2 separate regions of the Mus musculus genome follow, and region 2 is linked to region 1. The links are chromatin contacts, called in public Hi-C maps. All regions are on one chromosome and are shown on one strand. The core of a region is the stretch at or near the end of the contact, and the rest is flanking DNA. Distances in the headings are between cores, read along the strand shown. Region 1 overlaps D5Ertd615e (DNA segment, Chr 5, ERATO Doi 615, expressed). Region 2 overlaps D5Ertd615e (DNA segment, Chr 5, ERATO Doi 615, expressed).

Region 1 (3,087 bases), core at 4-2,503:
TGAATTCTCATTAACTGGGCTGTGCAACCCCTAAAAACACTTGCTCAGGATTGCTTCCTGTTCTTGTGTTGTCTTCTTGATTGGATATCCTATCTGCATTTTGAATCTTTTCTTTATTTTTTTCCTATAATTTATTTGTAGACTGGCCATGCTTCATTGCACCCCCCCCCCCCACTCTGACTGACTAGGACAGAACAACTCTTGGGTTAGTCTGGACAGAACAACTCTTAGCTCAGACAGTCATGGTCATTGTTTTCATCAAAGACATCCTCTGAAGGAAGCTACTGCATATATATATATATGCATTGCTAGGATTTCTGGTGACATCTCTTACTTCTAAGGGGTTGTCACATGTCCTCTTCTTTGCACCTTACAACCAGTATTCACTGTGCTGACATAAACACAGTGGTTGCAAGAACACCCCAGACTTCTTCCTTCATCATGAATTCCTGTTACTGGACTTGGTTGATTTGCTTTAGCTGTTGGCTTTGCTGGACACACATGATGGGTGCACAGGAGGATTCCATATGGTGAATTCTGATTCAATTCTGATTTCTATTTTCTGCTACCAGTCTGTTTTGAGTATACTCCAAAGATTAGTCAGTGTGCTGTTGGGGTAATTGTTGGTTTGTAGGGGACCATATATGCTAAAGAAGATTAGCATATATGGTCCCCTACTGCCCATATGGCCTGTTTCTTGTCCTCTTCTCAAATTAATCATAACCTAATATAAAATTTCTTCTTATTCTTTCTTCTTATCAGCCTCCATGCTAACCTAAGTTCTTTGTCTGAAGTTCTGCATGTTAAAATTATTCAGAAATACTTCTCTGAAATACACTGTCATGATGAAATTTATTATTTCTGAGAGAGAGAGAGAGAGAGAGAGAGAGAGAGAAATGGAAGGAAGCAGGAAAAAAGGAAGGAAGGAAGGAAGGAAGGAAGGAAGGAAGGAAGGAAGGAAGGAAGGGAGGGAGGGAGGGAGGGAGGGAGGGAGGGAAGGAGGGAGGAGGGAAGGAAGGAAGGAAGGAGAAGGAAGGAAAGAAGGAAGGAAGGAAGGAAGGAAGGAAGGAAGGAAGGAAGGAAGGAAGGAAGGAAGGAAGGAAAAAACCTGTTCACTTCAATTTTCTTCTTATTTTAAAGAAGGAAAAATTCACATCTGTTCAAGTTTTAACTCTGAACACTTTGCATAATCAGTTAGAAACCTTTTGTTAGCAGGCCAGATGGCTGCTGCACCCACCCCCCAAAAGGAAATTAAATATGTAGGCAGTGACAGCTCAAAGGAGGAATTAGAAACTCCTTTCTAAGAGAAAGGATCTCATCTAGAGGTATCCTGTAGGTCTGGTTCTCTGGCTGTACCGGCTGGTTTTGTGTCAACTTGGCACAGGCTGGAGTTATCACAGAGAAAGGAGCTGCAGTTGGGGAAGTGCCTCCACGAGATCCAGCTGCAAAGCATTTTCTCAATTAGTGATGGGGAGGGGTCCCCTTGTGGGTGGTGCCATCTCTGGGCCTTAGTTCTATAAGAGAGCAGGCTGAGCAAGCCACTGGAAGCAAGTGAGTAAAGAATATCCCTCCTTGGCCTCTGCATCAGCTCCTGCTTCCTGACCTGCTTGAGTTCCAGTCTGGTGATAAACAGCAATGTGGAAGTGTAAGCTGAATAAACCCTTTCCTCCCCAACTGCTTCTTGGTCATGATGTTTGTGTAGGAATAGAAACCCTGACTAAGACAGTGGCCAATGGTTTCCTACAACCGAAACCCTTTCCCAGCCAAAAGTCTTTCAGTACCTGGTCTTTAAATGATCTCCATAGGCAATAGAGAACAGAACCAACAGCCACAATGCCTTTCAGAAGAACAAGAAAGTCCATCCCCAAGAATGTAGGAGGATTGACTGCCCTTGCACCCTTGCAACCTGGTTTACCTGATGACACTTATGCATTCACGTTTAGCACCAGCCCCCATTTTTATAATCTATAGAGTCCAGGGTCCGGGAATATGCTGACATATATATGGATGTGTGTGTGTGTGTGTGTGTGTGTGTGTGTGTGTGTGTGGTTTCTACATCCAACTATTTTATGTACATATGCCCATAATTCAGAGACTTCATTAGTCATGGTTACCCAACCATTAATATTTTTTACTTGGATGATAGTGACCAACTCAGAACTGATCTACTGCTCCTAAGCCAGCATGCACACATGTGCACACACACACACACACACACACACACACACACACACAAACACATACTCATATACACTCAGAAATCAACCCTGCCTGTGTATGTAGAGTTGTCTCTACGAAAGAATATTCATAGTTCTACCCTATAAGGCCTTTTCATTTGGTTCTTGCTTATTTCTCCTACAGCCATCCACATGTACCTTTTCCCTTCAGTAAGCCCTATTATTTGTAGCTCCTTGAGTACACAGGCTATACCTGCTGTAGTTTGGGTGTACTTTGTCCCCTGTGTAGGGTTTGCTCTGCAAGGATTCATGTGCTAGAGTCTTGGCCTCATGTGTAACAATGTGGTTGTATATTTTGCATATGTATCAAAAGATGGCCTAGTGAGCCATCACTGGAAAGAGAGGCCCTTTGGACTTGCAAACTTTATATGCCCCAGTACAGGGGAACGCCAGGGCCAAAAAGGGGGAGTGGGTGGGTAGGGGATTGGGGGTGGGTGGGTATGGGGGACTTTTGGGATAGCATTGGAAATGTAAACGAGGAAAATACCTAATTTAAAAAAATTATCTATAAAAAAAAGAGAGAGAGAGATCAACGTGGTAAGGGGTTGAAGGTGGTTCATTGGTACTGCTGCCCTTAGAAGTTATTAAGTTCTCATGGGGCACTGGGGAGATGGTTTGGTCAATGAAGTGCCCATTTGCACTTGAGGGCTTAAGTTTGACTCCCCAGCAACAGTGCTAAAATAGGTCAGGCAAAGCAGTACAAGCCTGTAATCTGAGTGTGGAGGGATGAGCGAAGACAGAGGGATCACTAAAGATTTTTGGCCAATTAATTTAGCTAAATGAGTGAATTTAAGGCTCAGTGAGAAACTTTATCTCAAAGAATAATACGAAGAGTAACTGAGGAAGACCC
Region 2 (2,967 bases), core at 117-2,616, 210 kb after region 1:
ACCAGACCCACTAGAGATCCCAGAGACTAAACCATCAACCAAGGAGTACACATGGAGGGACCCATGGCTCCAGCCGCATATGTAGCTGAGGATGGCCTTGTCGGACCTCAATGGGAGGAGAGGCCCTTGGTCCTAAAAAGGCTCGATGCCCCAGTGTAGGGGAATTTGAGGTCAGGGAGGTGGGAGTGGGTGGTTGGGTGAGGGAACACCCTCATAGAAGCAGGAGAAGGGACAATGGGATAGGGGGTTTCCGGGAGCAGGGCAGGGGAACCAAGAAAGGGAATAACATTTGAAATGTAAATAAAGAAAATATCCAATTTTAAAAAGGGAAAAAGAAAAGAGAAAAAATGAAACCCACTCACTAGGGCCACAAGAAGTTATAGGCTGGGGCTGGAGAGATGGCTCTGCAGTTATAAGCAATGGCTGTTCTTCTTGAACCCAGGTTCAGTTCCAAGAACTTACATGGCAGCTCACAACTACCTGAAACTCTAGCCTCAGGCTATCCAACACCTTCTTCTGGCCTCCAGGGGCATCAGGCACTCACATGGTATTCAGACATGAGTGCAAGCAAAACACCCATATATAGAGAAATAAATTAATACATAAATTTATATTTTTAAAAGAAGTGTAGGCTGTACATGTCTCAACCCAAAAGTCTAAAATTCAAGTGTTCTAACACCTGAAACTTGAGTGCCAAGGGGAAGAAACATTCTACAGCTGAACATATGATGCCACACAGCTAAAACACAGGTACACTAAACAAAGAGTAGACAAAGTGCTTTTCAGGTTGCTATAAGGTACATATGATACCTAAGTGAAGTTTGTGTTCAAGTTTGGGTTCCATCCTCAAGATTGTATATATATGCATCCTAAAATCCAACAGCAAAAAATTCAAAATTCCCAAATATCTCTGTTTCCAAGTATTTCCGATAGGGATGCGGGTGGTGGTGGTGGTGGTGGTGGTGATGGTGGTGGTGGTGGTGGTTGTGGTGGTGGCGGCTAACATTAGTAAGTTCTCAGACCACCTTTGGGCACATTTTACAGAGGAGAAACTGAAACCTGGCCAGTGAAGTGACTTACACAGAATCCCAAGGCTCAAATGAATACTATACTATTCTAGTTGCCCTTTTCCTATAATCTGAAGATGTGAAGAAAAGGGACCAATGCTCAGACCCTGTTAAAAATCACACTGAAAACTCACTCTAAAAACAAAATTCTCAGTCATTCAAACTGCCTGGAGACACAAGGCACAAAAGAAACATAAATCCTAAAAACAAATGTTCATCACCTCCCAGAACGAGCCAAGCGTGTTCCTCTGCCCTGTCAGTCTTATCACATGGGATGTTGTTTTCTGCTTGGCACTCTTAAGTAATATGCATATATACATGGGGGGTGTGAAAAATTCCTTGGCAGATACAAGAGTGTATGCATAGGGCAGGAAAGAAAGCAATAGTTAGGAGAATGGTTGTAATCTGAAGATGTGGGACAAATAAAAGACAAGTTCAAGGACCAGGCTGAGAGCTAGCAAAAGCTCGTTAGCATGTAGAACAAATGGTATCATGAAAATAACAGCAATGGGTGCATTATCTCCTGAGATGAATGTGAGGAACCTTTAACATAGACAGCGGGAGGCCCCAGGGCTCCTGAGCAAGCAAAGCCATGCAACCTGACTAAAAACCTGGCTCTCCTCAATGTATGTAAGCCAGGAATATATGCCAGGAATCAACAGGGACCCATAGGAGGCCTCAGGGACAGTGAGGGTGACAGGGCTGCCTTGCGGTGAAGAATGAAATCTCTGAAGGAGAGGTCTGACATCACTGGGGTTCAACATCCCACATCGCTTCTCCTAGCCCCTCTGCTGGTGTGGGTTTGAAAGAAACCAAACAGAGGCTCCTTCCTGCATCTCCATCCTCCTGCCTTCTTGGCCTCTTCTCTCCTGTGAGAGGTTTCAGTGTCAAAATAAAGTTCCTTGTGGCAAACCTTAATAAAAGCATGTACAGCCAGGAGGCACTGAGAAAGAAGCCCTCACTCATGTATATTTTAGCAAGAAAAAAATCACAGGGGACTCAGCTGGGACCACAGCCGTGTACACAGATACCACAACCTTTCACAGAACACCATCAGGATGTCTACTGACAGCTATCATTTCAGCCCCTGACCGATGCCAGTTTACAACGGATTCTGAGATACTCCTGATATTAATATTTCTGGCTAAGGGGTGTTGATATATAATTTTCTACTGGATCCCTCTAATCTCCTTAAAGTGCCCATCTCCTCCAGTCTTTACCGAATGTGGCTAATGGTGCCCTTGGTGGCCATGCCATGTGCATTTCTGTTTTGCAGTAGTACCTTCTTATTCCTAAATGGATGCCATTATTATTTAGGGATTATTCCTCAGTATCTTTTGCTAAAATTCCAACCCCCAATTCCTCACCTGGTTCCTCCTTCAGCTTGGCTGTCTCTCTCATGTATAGTTTAGCCTTCTGACTGCCACATGCTATAGAAATTCCTCCTGGCACTAAATGCTAGACCTTCCTTTGCTCTTCAAACATTGTGTTTACTCCTCCTCTCTACTGTTATGACTCTTAAAATGTATTCCTCATCACCTCCACCCTATAGAAACTGTAAATCCTATGACAAGAAGGACCACACTAGGCATTCCATAAGTTCAGTCATTCATTTACTTGACATATATTTACTAAATATATTCTGTGCCATACACTGAAGTGAAGGACTGAGCAAGCCCGATAAAGTCCTGACTCTCCTCTCTCATTCTTTGAAAGACAAAGAAGGGTGTGTGTGTGTACGTGTGTGTGTGTGTGTGTGTGTGTGTGTGTGTGTGTGTGTGTGTGTGTGGTATTAAATTAAACAGGATTATAGATTGCTTAAGCGGCATGACAAGAAACAATATGATACCATGAAAGAAGAAAATCAGCCGGGCGGTGGTGGCGCATGCCTTTAATCCTA

Evidence for each region. Hi-C and Micro-C count contacts between places; a contact is called where the count stands out from the background.
Region 2: a Hi-C map of cortical neurons shows a contact between it and region 1, with 3 times the contacts expected there. The contact joins two enhancer-like sites. A contact is called at or near these places in 3 of 484 Hi-C or Micro-C datasets (cortical neurons and embryonic stem cells) and 2 of 115 datasets of contacts at active chromatin or transcription factors (a beta-TC-6 cell line and embryonic limb bud).

Annotation. Positions count from the first base shown.
Region 1 is chr5:45,061,413-45,064,499 of GRCm38.p6, forward strand. All of the region lies in intron 5 of D5Ertd615e (DNA segment, Chr 5, ERATO Doi 615, expressed), which reads right to left. Among named protein-coding and RNA genes, the nearest start is that of 4930431F12Rik, 97 kb to the left of the region's middle. Within about 2 kb of position 1,254, at least 6 of the 459 cell types and tissues checked have an H3K27ac peak or open chromatin away from gene starts, as enhancers often do. A contact at or near this core is called in cortical neurons, where this site is marked.
Region 2 is chr5:45,269,510-45,272,476 of GRCm38.p6, forward strand. All of the region lies in intron 4 of D5Ertd615e (DNA segment, Chr 5, ERATO Doi 615, expressed), which reads right to left. Among named protein-coding and RNA genes, the nearest start is that of Gm46912, 110 kb to the left of the region's middle. Within about 2 kb of position 1,367, at least 2 of the 459 cell types and tissues checked have an H3K27ac peak or open chromatin away from gene starts, as enhancers often do. A contact at or near this core is called in cortical neurons, where this site is marked.